Linked DNA regions of Oryctolagus cuniculus: region 2 is linked to region 1. The links are chromatin contacts, called in public Micro-C maps. All regions are on one chromosome and are shown on one strand. The core of a region is the stretch at or near the end of the contact, and the rest is flanking DNA. Distances in the headings are between cores, read along the strand shown.

Evidence for each region. A called contact is a pair of places that touch in the nucleus more often than the background predicts.
Region 2: a contact with region 1 is called in a Micro-C map of ear pinna, with 3 times the contacts expected there. The contact joins the enhancer-like site here to the promoter of AFF1 in region 1. A contact is called at or near these places in 2 of 6 Hi-C or Micro-C datasets (ear pinna and psoas muscle).

What each region holds. Positions count from the first base shown.
Region 1 is chr8:82,183,948-82,191,122 of mOryCun1.1, forward strand. AFF1 (ALF transcription elongation factor 1) reads left to right here and starts at 4,704. Exons shown (of 21, transcript XM_051820180.2): 1 at 4,704-4,974.
Region 2 is chr8:82,234,957-82,242,131 of mOryCun1.1, forward strand. The region is part of intron 2 of AFF1 (ALF transcription elongation factor 1); the gene reads left to right. Among named protein-coding and RNA genes, the nearest start is that of AFF1, 50 kb to the left of the region's middle. Within about 2 kb of position 4,100, at least 3 of the 8 cell types and tissues checked have an H3K27ac peak or open chromatin away from gene starts, as enhancers often do. A contact at or near this core is called in ear pinna, where this site is marked.

The sequences.
Region 1 (7,175 bases), core at 3,454-5,953:
CCCTTGCCATCCATGTGGGAGACCTGGAAGCAGCTCCTGGCTCCTGGCCTTGACTTGGCCCAGCCCTTGCCATTGCGGCCATCTGGAGAGTAAACCAGCAGATGGAAGATCTCTCTCTCTCTCTCTCTCTCTCTCTCTCTCTCTGGCTCTCCCTCCCTGTAAACTCTGACTTTTGAATAAATAAATAAATCTTAAAAAAAAAAAACACACACACACACACACTTGGGATGTCTGCCTCCCATATCAGGGTGCTTGGGTTTGCATCACTGCTCAGATTCCAATCCAGCTTCCTGCTGATGCACACCCTGGGAGGCAGCTGGTGATGGCTCAGATGCTTGGGTCCCTGCCACCCACGTGGGTGACCTGGATGGCCTGGCCCAGCTCTGCTACTGCAGGCTTTTTGGGGGTCAACCAATGGATGGGAGATCTCCTTCTCTGTCACTGTCTTTCAAATAGCAATGAATAAATAAAGTTTAAAAAACAGAATGCAACACAATCGAGAGGCAAGTCCCACCCACTACATGTAGGCTCTTCCTCCAGCTCGTTTTCATCGTCCTTAGTGCCACATGTCTCCTTCTTCTCATCTATACAGCCATCCCTCAAGTCAGGCCTTTTTTTTTTCTTTCTTTTAATCAGAAGTATATGCTCAGTTATTAATTTGGATAGGATTTATTTGCTCTTTGGGGAAAGAAATTAACGCCCTTTGAGATATGAAGGTACTTCAAAAATTCATGGAAAACTAAATGAAAAGATCAGTTAATTTTGGTGCAAAAATTTTGAAAGCTACGCATTCAGGGAGTGTTCAAAATTTCATGGAAAACACTTATGCATGGGTTTCAAAAATTTTTTTGCATCAAATGAAACTAATATTTCAAGAAATTCTATTTTAATTTTATTTGAAACATTTTAATTTCATCATTCCATGAACTTTTTGTTTTAAAGATTTATTTGAAAGGCAGAGTTCCAGTGAGAGAGGGAGAGAGAGAGAGAGAGAGAGAGATCTCCCATCCACTGGTTCACTCCCCAAATGGCTACAACAGGCTGGGGCTGGGCCAGGCCAAGGCCAAGAGCTGAGAGCCAAGATCTAATCCAGGGCTCCCATGTAGGTGCAGGGGCCCAAGCACTTGGGCCATCATCCTTGGCTTTCCCAGACGTATTAGCAGGGAGCTGGATTGGAAGTGGAGCAACTGGGACTCAGACTGGTGCCCATAAGGGATGCCAATGTCAGAGGCAGCGGCTTAACTTGTTATGGCACAACACTGGTCTCAAATCATGAATTTTTTTTTTTTTTTTTTTTTTTGACAGGCAGAGTGGACAGTGAGAGAGAGAGACAGAGAGAAAGGTCTTCCTTTGCCGTTGGTTCACCCTCCAATGGCCGCCGCGGCTGGCGCACCGCGCTGATCCGATGGCAGGAGCCAGGTACTTATCCTGGGCTCCCATGGGGTGCAGGGCCCAAGCACTTGGGCCATCCTCCACTGCACTCCCAGGCCACAGCAGAGAGCTGGCCTGGAAGAGGGGCAACCGGGACAGAATCCGGCACCCCGACCGGGACTAGAACCCGGTGTGCTGGCGCCGCAAGGCGGAGGATTAGCCTAGTGAGCCGCGGCGCCGGCCTCAAATCATGAACTTTCTTGAAGTCTCCTGGTACACCAGTCATTTTGGAGTAAGGTAATTTAAAAATTTTTTAACGATTTATTTATTTATTTATTTGAGATGTAGAGTTACAGACAGTGAGACAGAGACAGAGACAGAGAGAGAGAGAGAAAGGTCTTCCTTCCTTTGTTTCACCCCCCAAATGGCCATGACTGCTGGAGCTGTGCCAATCCGAAGACAGGAGCCAGGATCTTCTTCCAGGTCTCCCATGTGGGTGCCATCTTGGGCCATCTTCTACTGCTTTCCCAGACCATAGCAGAGAGCTAGACTGAAAGAGGGGCAGCTGGGACTAGAACCGGCACCCACATGGGATGCTGGCACTGCAGGCGGAGGATTACCCTACTATAGGAGCCAGCCCCAAGGTAATTTAAATTACTTGGGTCTTGCCGACTGCAGAGTTTAGGAGTATTTCAGGTAGGCCAAGCAAACAGGTGGCCAGGTTGAGATGCCAGGCACGTTCCCAGCCTGTCTCTATTTCAATGTTGTATTCTCGTCCCCCTGGACTGTTCAGGTGTTCAGGTGCTCTGAGAACACAGCTGATGAGCTTCTATGAATCCCAGGGGCTTCACTTGTTTGTTTTCCAATTTTAAGAAAAATCATGGCTGAAAATTGTCAGATAACACCCCAGGAGCCCTTGCATGAAGGAGCTGTTAAAAACTATCATCCTTGTATCAAAAGAAGATTCCCCCCCACCCCAGTTCTCTTTTAAAAATATCGCCCTTAGCAGAAACATAATCAGAAATGTATGTGACTAGGTGGCTAAGATTAAGAAAGTGCCAGGATGTCTTTGAGCATGCTAAAAAGTGACTGCAGAATTCCTGTAATGAAGAAGGTTGAGGAAAATGTAGTCAAGTTCACTAAATATGTGTAGCTATAGGATAAAATTCCTTTGGTTCATGTAATACACTCAATCATTTAGACACAGTACAATCACTTTTAAAGTTTTATTCGTGTATTTGAAAAGCAGACTGACAGAAAGAAAGAGAGAGAGCTCTTCCACCCACTGGTTCACTCCCCAAATGGTTGCAACAACCAGATCTGGGCCAGGTCAAAGTCAGAAATCAGCAACTCCACCCTGGTTTCCCATAGGGGCACAGGGGCTCAAGCACTTGGGCCATCTTCTGCTGCCTTCTAAGGTACATCAGCAGGGAGCTGGGTTGGAAGCAGAGCAGCCAGGATCTGAACCTGCACTACTGTATGGGATGCAGGCATCTCAAGTGGCAGGTTAACCCCTGGGCCACAAAGGTAACCATTTTTAAAACTAGCCTGCTTGTTAACCACTTCTATAAAGTGATCTTGAGAAAAAAAGGAAGGAAACAAACAAGCAAAAAACTCACTGGGATGGCCATCTTGCTTTTTTATTTTTTATGAGAAAATTAATTTTTATTTAAAGCGTTTTAAATGTCACCATTCAGGAAACAAATGCAGAGAAGACATGCATCTCCCTTGTTTCTGTGCACCACGGGAGTCTCATGAAAACAGCTTTGCCTTTGTCCCTGTTGTGGCTTAAGAATATTCATATAAATGGAAGGAACCACCCTCCAAACTCAACCGCATCATCAACAAAACCTGGAACTCCCTCTACTCTTAATACAGGAAAATAAAATGACCAAATTTCTCTGGAGATCATCATTAACTGAGCTGATTACAACTCGAACGCACTGTAAGAGGTAGAGGATGACACCAAAAGAACAGAAACAAGAAAAAGAGCTTCGGAATGAAGAGGTGTAAACCCTCGGAATAAAATAGCACCCTGCTTATCTGAGGGTACCTATAGACAATTTCGTAGAAAAATGGAATCTAAGCTAGCGTGCATTTCCCATGGAGTTCTCTGATGACCACTGGTGTGCATATACATGTATTTTACAATACAATGCATTACTTTTGTTGTTGATTAAAATAGGTGTCAGTCTCTCTTAGGAAGTTTAAAAAATGCCCAGAGACCCGCCCGCCCGTTGGGGGTGACTGCTGTTCTACCCTGCTGAGGAACAACCTCCTAGGTTTTCAAGAGGAGACACCACCAGATTTCATCAGGGACCCCACAATTACTGGAGCTGTTAAAGTAAATTAAAGCAATCTCACCACGGGGGCATGGGGAGTAGCGAGTTTTGGAAAACAGTCCATGGGAAATTAAATCAAGCAACCAAGGGCTGCACTTGGAAATGCACACAAATGCCTATCGGGTAGCTCTGCCGTTTTGTAGGCAATGACATTTTTTTTTTTTTTTTTTATTTCAAAAAGGAAAGAACACGGAGGTCGCCGCGGAGGGACTCATTTTCACACATGCTATGCGTGGACTTTACACATTGCGTTTCAGTGAGGTGACGTTGGTCATCCAAAGACTTGGCACCAATTTTAGACTGTTGGGGGGTCGGGGGCCGCCTCCCGCTCCTGCACTGGGGAGGCGGCTGGCGGTCTAGGCGCTCACGGCGGAGGGAACCCCGCAGCGAGCGCACCAGGCATCCCCCGTCGGCTCTCCCGGGTCTGTTTGCCGTCGGGCGTCCCCGGGGTGGGGCCGGCGGAGCGCAGGAGCCCCGAGGCCCCGGCGGCTCGGGACACCGAGCGCAGCGGTTACTTCTCGGCCCTCGGGTTTCGTTCATTAGGAAACGGGAACGATTGCTCTCTGTGCTAAGACTGTGGTGAAGGCGAAACCGGGCTGCGTGCGAAAGCCCCTCATAAACTGCACTAGGATTCCCCAGATGTTAGTTATTATCGCCTTTAAAGGGCACGGGATCTTGTTTCAATTGTTCATGAGATCGCCAAAAAAAATAAAAAAGGGGCTCCTTGACACTTAGAGTCGGGAACTTGACCCCGAGCTTAATCCGGCGGCAAAGGCGAAGCGTCCTCGAGCCCCCCTCAGCAGCCTGCGGCAGGGTCCCCCTCGCGGCCCGGCGCGGTCGCCGCAGCCTCGGTCCCGCGCAGCCCCCGGCAGCCCCGCGACGCTCCTCGCCTGTGGGGCGGCGCCAGCTTGAGGGCCGGACCGGGCGCAGCGGGCACCGCGGCACGGGCGCGGGCCGGGGCGGGGCCTCCCGCGGGGGCGTGGCCCGGCTCCCGGCGTTCCGGGGCGGCTGGCGCGCCGAGCCTGCGAGCGAGCGAGCGCGGCCCCTGCGCACTCGGCCGCCGCCCGCGCGCGTAGCGGCCGGAGCTGCGCTCTAGCCTCAGCGGCTCCGGAGCCGAGCCCCGCGCGAGCCGCCGCTGGACCCCGGGAAGTCGCGCTCCCCTGCGCGGCCCGGCCGCACTCTTGCCCCTTCCCAGCCGCCTCAGGTCAGGGGAGGGCGGAGCTGACGACGGCGCACCGCCGGGGACTGGACAGTCTGGAAGGTAAGCGGCGCCTTGCGCCCCCCGGCATCGGGGTCCGCCGGGGCCCTGCGCCGTAGCCGGGCTGCTTTTTCTCAGAAGGCCAGGCGGTGCCCCTGGCCGCCGACTTCCCGCACGCTGACTCAAGTCCCTGGCGTTCCCGCTTTTCCTGTGGGAACCTCCCGGGAGGACGGGCCCGGCGGGCGCGGAGCACCCTCCGCCCCCACTTGCGAGTCCGCGGCAGGTAGCGCCTCGGGCGCCTAGGCGCGGGGCCGGCCCCCGGGCAAACCTCCGCCGCGCGCCCCGCGGATGGCCGGGCGAGGTCCCTTGTTGGAACCTGGTCCTCGAGTTGTGTAACCAGAGAGTCCCAGAAGTTTCTGGAGGGCTCAAAGCGGGGTTCCCTCTCCTCTGCGCCGTGCGCCGGTGGAGATCCGTGGCCCCGCTCGCGTCGCGCTCGGTGGGAAAGAGGCGTGCGTCGGCGGAAGGCAGGCTCCAGGGCCGGGATAGAGTTGGGGGGCTCCGGGGCTGTTCGGTTTCTCTTTCCGACGGTGTTTCTCGTCGGGGGTCCGGTTCCAGGCTTCCCGACGATGCGGGCGCGGATTGGCGACCTGGAGGGGGAGAGGACTCAGGTGGCGTGTGTGGCTCCTGGTTTACCTTCAGGGCAGGTAGCTAAGGAAGATGCCAGGGCTCTTTGAGAGTCTCGGTCATGTGAATTTCACCGCCACCACCCCCGCGTTGTTCTGCCGAACCATCCCGGGAAGACCCCCTGGCTTTGGAGGTGGAGTTGTGAGCGAGTCCCACGACCTGCTTGGATCGGGGGTGGGGGGTGGGGCGGGAAGGACCTTGCATCCCTTGGTCGGATCTAGTCTGATTTAAGGACAGGGTGGGGTTATTTTAATCCTGTCGGTGCACGTTGGAGGGACGTGATCTACCACTGAGAGGAATCGGGCACATTTAAAACCTTCAGTGCGAGCGAGCCGTCAGTTAGGGCGAAGACCCAGTGTCCCAGGGACGGTGGCAGGGCGCGCACAGCTCAGCAATGGAGGCGCAGAAACAGGCGGAGGCGGCCGCGACGGGTGCAGGATTATTTGAGCGCTCCGTGGTGCACGGTGAAGGTAGGCGGGGGGCGGGAAACCTTTCAGACCTGCGTGGTGTCCGACTGGGTGGGGATAGAAGGCATGAACAGGAGCGAGACCTTTGGACTCGCGAGTCTGCTGGTCTGAGGCATAGAATACCTAGGCACGGCCCCGTGTCAATGTTTACTTCCTCTGTCTAATGTATTTCCTCCGCTTGCCTTTCATCTGTAGTGGGAAGGATTCCTTGAGTGGATATTCTGGAAATAGACTCTCAGGAGAAAATTCTGGATGGTTCGCCCGCTTTCTTTTAAAGGTGTTGTCTCTTTGCCAGTGTTCGAAGATACATATACAGAAAAGGAATGCAGAGAACTGAGGGGGTGATCACTCCAGGCAGCAGGAGAGAAAGCAGAGAATAGCTAAGTAGTTTTCACTTGAATTCGGCTAGCATTTAGAAATGGGGGTTGGTAGGCGGAATAGGCAGCAGAGATCAAGAGAAATCCCGTCCGTTGGTTCACTCCCCAAATGCCTGCAATGCCAGGAAGCAGGAACCGAAGCCAGGTCTCCCACACAGGTGGCAGGAACCCAGTTGATTGAGCCATCGTCACTTCGTCCCAGGGTCTGCGTTAGCAGAAAGCTGGAGTTCAGCCATTTTCAAGGAGATAGAGGGTTTGGGGACACTTGGGACCACGAGTGAGTTTGGATACTGGGGACTGTTTTCATTTTTCAAGTAAAATTTCCAGGGATGATGAGGCTGCGTGTATGTGTGTAGGGGGTACTTGCAGTTTTGTTGATATGAATCCTTTGCTTTCAACCTGCAAGAAGAAAAGGAACTGTTACGTATTAGGGTTAATGTCTTACTCGTGCACTGTAGCAATTGAATTTCTGGCGTCTTTGGTGTTTGTCATTTGCTTAACTCTTCTACCTAAGAAAAATACAGTTTTGAAGACTCACAGAGTGTTTACTTGGAATGCAGAGGTCACCAAGAGACTGAGAATTTATGGTAAAATAAAGTCCAGGTTAACTTAAACATCACTTTTTCCTCCAAAATGCATGTATTATTTTTGCCACCAGAAGTCACTGTTCCACTATGGGGTAGGAAGACTATATCAGAACGGGCTGTCTCTTCTTTTTCCTATCTGTTTTAACTGA
Region 2 (7,175 bases), core at 2,850-5,349, 50 kb after region 1:
CTCCACTTGTGGCGCCGGTACTCTGGGTTCTAGTTCCGGTTGGGGCGCCGGTTCTGTCCCAGTTGCTCCTCTTCCAGTCCAGCTCTCTGCTGTGGCCCAGGAAGGCAGTGGAGGATGGCCCAGGTGCTTGGGCCCTGCACCCGCATGGGTGACCACGAGGAAGCACCTGGCTCCTGGCTTCAGATCGGCGCAGCGCACCTGCCGTGGTGGCCATTTGTGGGGTGAACCAACGGAGGGAAGACCTGTCTCACTGTCTAACTCTGCCTGTCCAAAAAAAAAACAAAACAAAAAAAAACTGGAAAAGCAAGGCCCTTTAATTTCTTACCTAAGAGGATTAAATGTCTTTGCTGCCTGCCGTCTGCTCTGTCAGTTATGTAATAGCCACTGCTTCTTGTTTTTTGTTTTCCCAGAATCTTAGAGTATTATATTGTGCAGGCAATGGTGTTGCTTGTGGATAAGCCTTCATTTTAAACTCCTGTCTCTAGGGGCAGAATCTTCAGGGCTCAGGCTGGGGACTTCACTGACCCTAGGAAGCTGCTCTGTACTCTTTTCCTGGCCATTTGCCCTTTCTGTTCAGGATCTGAACACAGTAATTCTGGGCCTTGATTCAGGGGTCAGCCAGGGTCTTGACAACCAAGAATTTATGGGCTGGGATGAGTCAGACTTGGCAGAGAGCCAGCTCTCTGTGTGGACATTCTCATTCTTCAAGAGGTGATAACTGATTAGTACCCATGTGGCAACCAGAGGCAGTAACCACCATGGAGTAATAATGACTCAGTCCCTCCTTTCTACATAACTTGAGGGAGACAACAGAGCGAGATACTCTGAGAAACCACAGGTACCTATTTAGCCATAGCCAAAGAGCTTTGGTCAGCTGATTGACATCAGAGAGATACAAGGGAAGACTAGGGCAATGGGATTCCTTTGGAGAGCCACAGGACAGAAAGGAACATAACTTCCTGAACCCTGAGGGTCCCCCAAGAACAGTTCAGACTGCCTGCAGAGAGCACCGCCCCTGAGCAACACTGCTAACCACCAGTAGTGAGTGAGGTAGAAAGGAGTCTCTTGCCAACAGTGTTCTGGGTAACTTGTTATTGCTGTCATCAAACTTTTATAAAGAAAGCCTACGGCTTAAGTATTGTATGTAGGCAGTGTGAGGCTGTCCAAATCATGCATTTCCCAGGAACTTGATTGACCTCTGAAAATAAATACATGAGTGTTGAGAAAACTGTTGGGATTAAAAAAAAAATTTGGTTTCTGTACTATTTTATCTTGGTCCCTCAGTTGTGATCCACTTATTTGAGATGGCTACAAATAAGTAACCTACATAGATGGGTTTTCAAAGAGATCATGGAAAATGCATGTTCTGAAAAAAGCTGTGCATGGATTTTGAAAGTTTTTTCCACCTTAAAAATTCTTTCAATTCTGTTTTCCATGATTTTTTTAAATTAAGGTTTATTTATTTAAAAGGCAGAGTTATAGCAAAAGGGAGAGAGAACTTGTATCCACTGATTCACTCCCCAAGTGGTGGCAATGGCCAGGATTGGGTCAGGATGAAGTAGGAGCTGGGAACTCCATTTCGGTCTCCAGGTGGGTGGCAAGGCACAAGCACTTGGGCCTTCTTTGCTGTCTTCCTAGGTGTATTAGCAAGGAGTGGGATGGGCATTGGAGCAGCCAAGACTCAACCCAGTGCCTATATGGGTTGCTGGTGTCACTGGTGGTGGCTGAACCTGTCACGCCATGACGCTAGCCCCAACATCTTTATCTTTACTCACTGGAATATGATAGCTGCTCTGATTCTAGGTATTGACTATTTCAAACCTCAAGTATCCCTAGAGAAAGTCAAGCCAACCAACTATGACAATTCATCACTACTTGCCTTTGGCAGAAGCCTTCTACCTAAGCTCAGAAGTAATGTCAAATTTGCAAGTGCGATGGTAAAACACAACTAGGTATCTGGAAAAATGATTTTCCAAAAGACTTGTAAAGTCAGGATTCCTTAACTGTTTCTGTGAGAGTCTAACAGTAGCTTCTCCAGAGAGACTGCATAGCTGAGTGATTAAGATGATGGACTCTGGAGCCAGAGTGCCACAATCCTATCTCAGTCTCACCACTAACCAGCTGCATGACTTTGAGAAAATTATCCAACTTCTCAGGCCTCATTTTCCTTATCTGTGATGCAAGGATGGTAATACTGTTCTTGGCTTCATGCTTGTGGCGCGAATTAATTGAATATGGGTGAAGCACTTACAATGGGCTCAGGCATATTGTGGGTGCTCAGTAAATTCATTTTACTAACAAAATTATTTCCAAAACCTTATCCGTCGTTGTGCTAGAGCTTTGGTATCTGACTGTTACTAAATGTCTGAAGCATGTGTACTTAGCCAACATACAATGTGTGGGAGAAAGTCATCTTTGTGTGAATTTCCAAGTGAAAGTGAAGGGGCATTTGAAGGCCTGAGGCTAAGCAGCTTTGAGAGGTGATGGTGCCTATGTTTGGCAACTGGGAACTCTGCTTCCAGCTGCCAGTTCTTGCTTAAGCAGATTCTAATTAGATTAGCAAGGGAAGTCCCCTCTGTTCTGAGAACATAGGAAATATTGTGAACCTCAAAAACAATATTGCCAGAGTCAGCACTGTGGAACCTCGGGTTAAGCTGACACCTGTAAAACTTGTGTTCCCTCTGGGCACTGGTTCAGGTGCTGGCTGCTCCACTTGTGGTCCAGCACCCTGCCGATATGCCTGGCAAAGCAGCAGAGGATGGCCCAAGTACTTGGAACCCTATGACCCATGTTAGAGACCTTGATGGGGTTCTGGGCTTCTGGCTTGAGCCTGGTACTGCCCCAACTCTTGTGGCCATTTGGGGAATGGACCAGTGAATGGAAGATGTCTGTGTCACTCCATCTCTCTCTAACTCTGCCTTTCAAATAAATAATGCTAAAAAAAATTGTCATAATATCTGTACTTTCCTTAAGTGACTCCTTAAACATAATGCTTAGAAAGGATTTAAATAGCTCAGTAGCTTACAGATCTTGACCATCAAAATGTTTAACTGGTTATTACTCAACTTTTTAAAAAAAAGATTTATTTGTTTAATTTGAGAGAGTTAGGGTGTGATACAGAGAGATTGTCCATCTGCTGGTTCACTTCCCAGATGGCCACAATGGCCAAGGCTGGGTCAGGCTGGAGCCAAGAGCCAGGAGCTTCATCTGGGTCTCCTACTTGGGTGGCAGGGGCCCAAGCACTTGGTCCATCCTCTCCTGCTTTCCCAGGGCAGTAGCAGGGAGCTGGATGGGAAGTGAAGCAGTCGGGACTTGAACTGACACCCTTGTGGGATGCTGGTGTCTTAGGAGGCAGCTTTACCTGCTGTAGCACTATGCAACCCCTAGATCCATTATATTTTCAAGATATTCACAATTTAAAAATGCAGTAGCCCTTTCTCTGATCTGGTGTTAGAAGACAAGATATTCTTTAAAAAAAAAAAACACTCTTCTATTGAGTTGCTTAGGGTCTTAGATATAATATGTGTGGAATATAATATGTGTTGATTTCATTTAGACCTTTACTGGAGATATACACACACAAAAAGTTCCCATATCTTCCTGTTCTTAAATTCTTCCTCTTATGTGTATTTAAGAAAAAGTTTGGAAGTAAATCGAAAATTTCTCACTCATAGATGACTGCAGCAAATTGTTTTTTAGAGGTCAATGTTTTAGACTAAATATGGGGAGTAATATTGGTCACTTATCTTTGAGAGTTTGTGGAATTCCGGAATGCCATGCAATTTTGTAATTCGGTGCTTCTCAGACTGTAGTGGGCCCATGAGCCACCGAGGAATTTTGTTAAGTGTCTGCTCTGATTCGGAACTCTGGGATGGCATATCTAAGTGCATTTCTAACACACAGCCGGTGTGCAGGGCAGTAGCTGCTCTGCACCCCTCAACGTGACAGCAGGGTTCTGAAGCAGAGGTTTCAAACTCGGCTGTGCACTAAGTCACTTGAAGACATTTTAAAAATACATAGCCCAGCCTCTATGAGTCAGTGGCCTAGGGTGTGGCCTGAGAGTGTCAGGATCTTATTATCTACCCAGGTGATTCTCCTGTGTATCCCAGGCTTTGCAGGGGCTCACCCCTGGCTCAGTCTAAGGGAGTCTAAGCCTGGGGGAGTCCCTGTGTGTGTCTTAAATTATTATTGTTTTGTTTTCCCCTTCTCTTTCAGGGCCCATGTTTTGAAACCATTCCTCTTCTAAACAAACCACATTAAACAAGCATTTGTTTTCTTACTTTTAGACGAATCAAACACTGCCAGTTAGACTTCCTGATCAGCATGTGCTAACTGGTGTTAGCACTGTGAGTTGGCATAAGCTCCAGAAAGGCCCAAAGCAGAGGCCTTCACACACTTTCCATGAGCAAATATGTGGTTTCCTTTGGACTTTTTGAAACGTTAAATAGCACAACGATCTTCCTTGCTTGAATTGTGGACTCAGGTAAGAGTCCATTTGATTGCATAAGGCGAGAACCCCTCAGATGGTACAGGTTTGGGGACAGCTCTCATTGGCGGACTTGCGTGCAAGAGGAAATCTTGCCAGCTGCAACTGTAGCAGAGTTCTTCACAGTTCTCTGTTTCAGTAATTATCTTTTGGCAGCATTATCTTTTGGCTGCCTTTCTGCTCAAACAAGCAAACATTCCCTTAATCCCATCCAGCCTCATGACTTGATATGCATGAAAGCTAGGAGCTTGTGGTAGGTAAAGAGTGAAGGTTACCATATCAGCAAAAGACTTGTGAGAAGAGCTGAGTTTGTTGAGATTTGAATAATGGTGTGTGGTGTCCTGAGCCAGAGAGGAGGGGAAAGGGCATTCAACAAAAGGAAAATATTCTCTTCCAAAGTCAGCAGCAGGAGGGAACTATTGGGCTGCAGGGCGGTGCCGGTAATGTGGCAGGGAGGGGCTGGAGCGAGGCTAGGGGATGATAAGGTTGTAGCATTTGGGCCAGTTTTGGAAGGAAGGGTGTTGGGTGATCCTGTAAGTTTTCTGTCTCTCCTGTAGGCAGCACAGAATGCATCATTTTCCTTTTTTGTTAAGGAAGTAACATCTGATGTGTATTTTAGGAGTTATACATTCCATATTCTGGCAGTAATGTTGAAGACTTAGTGGGGAGAAAGGGTTGGCAAGAGAAACAATCCTCAGTAAGCTGTTGAAAAAAGCCTGATGATGTATGAAGAAGATTCTGAACTAAGAGAGTGGTAGGGGGTCTAGAAATATTGGAAGACTTTATAGTTGTTTTTGATTTCAAAAGGAATGAGAAGCCTCAGCCAGGAAGTGGTATAATGCTGACTCTAAATAGAATTCAGTGAGTTAAGAATGCAGACAATGAATCCTCAATCGGTGGTTTCTAAACTTTGGTATATGGCAGAATCACCGGGATAGTTTAGTAAGTAAAACTCATTTCCAGACTCTACCAACAGAGTTTCTGATTCTGCAGGTGTGGTTTGGGACTTGAAATTTACCAAAGAGTACTGGAAAGGAGCAACAGAGACACAAAAACACATGGGAAGGGACAAGAGAAGACAAATAGCCAGTGGGTAGAACTTAAATTCAGGGGCCAGTGCTGTGTCGTGGTAGGTTAAGCCTCTACCTGCTGTGCCAGCGTCTCATATGGGAGCCGGTTCGAGTCCCAGCTGCTGCATTTCTGATCCAAGTCCTTGCTAATGGCCTGGGAAAGCAGGGGAACATGGCCCAGTTGCTTGGGCCCCTATACCCATAGATACCCGGAAGAAGGTCCTGGCTTCAGATCAGCCCAGCTCGGGAACACTGCACCATTTGGGGAGTAAACCAGTGGATAGAAGACCTCTCCCTCTCTTCTGTCTGTAACTCTGCCTCTCAAATAAATACATAAGTCCGTAAATCTTTTTTAAAAAATAAACTCAACTGCAGCAATAGTGAAAACATTTCAGTGACAAGGCAGATAACAACAGACTGTTTTTACCCAACAATCTGCTTATGATAGATCATTTTACATATGTAAAATACATACAGTTGTTGGGGAAAGGAAGAGAAAAAGATATACTCTGGAACAGTAAGCATAAGAACGTGGAGCAGGAGCCCAGTGCTTTGGCGTAGGAAGTTAAGCCTCCTGCACTGGCATCCCATATGGGTGCCAGTTTGTGTCCCAGCTGCTCCTCTTCTGAACTGGCTCTCTGCTTATGGTTGGAAAAAGCAGTGGAAGAGGGCTCAAGTGCGTGGACCCCTGCTCCCACATGGGAGACCCACAGGAAGCTCCTGGCTGCGGATTGGCCTGGCTCTGGCCGTCGTGGCCATTTAGGGAGCTAACTAGCATGAAAGACCTGTCTCTCCCTCTGTCTGTAACTCTGCATCTCAAGTAAAATTAAAAAAAGAAAAAGTGGAGTGGACAACTGCATTAGTAGGACAAATGCAGAAGCTGAAGCAGTGAACAGGGCTGCTGGAGGACAAGGGCCACCTTCTGATGACAACAGATGTCCCTGGTGATATGCAAACAAGGTTGTTTCTTTGAGAAGCAGCATTCTTGCATGGAGAAGTGGATTTGATGACCCTTCTCTCCTTCCTAGAGTTTTAAGATTTGATTGCAGTTGTTTAGTTTTTACAATAATTTTTTTTTTTAAGACAACAAAACGTGTGTGTGTATAATGCTACTATTTAGAAAATTTTAAAGTGTCCAGAAGAAAAGTTTCCTGATTCCCCCATTCCGAGGCTACTAGTAGCATTTTGCTACAGAGGCCCAGGCAGCCTTTTTTTTTTTTTTTTTTAATTGATTGATGTTGGATTTGAAAAGCGGAGTTACAGAAAGAGAGAACTGAGGGAGAGACAGAGAGAGACATGTTCTTTCTGCTGATCACTCCACAATGTCCACATGGCCAGGGCCAAGCCAGGCGAAAGCCATTAGTCAGGAGCTTCTTCAGGGTCTCCCACATGGGTGTCAGGGGCCCAGGGACCTCTGTTGCTTTCCCAGTCATTTTAGCAGGGAGCTGGATCAGAAGTGGAGCAGCTGGGAGACAGCGCTGTAGCTCAGTAAGCTAAGCCTCCACCTGTGGCACTGGCATCCCATATGAGTGCCAATTTGTGTCCTGGCTGCTCCTCTCCCAATCCAGCTCTCTGCTGTGGCCCTGGAGGGCAGTAGAGGATGGCCCAAATGCTTGGGC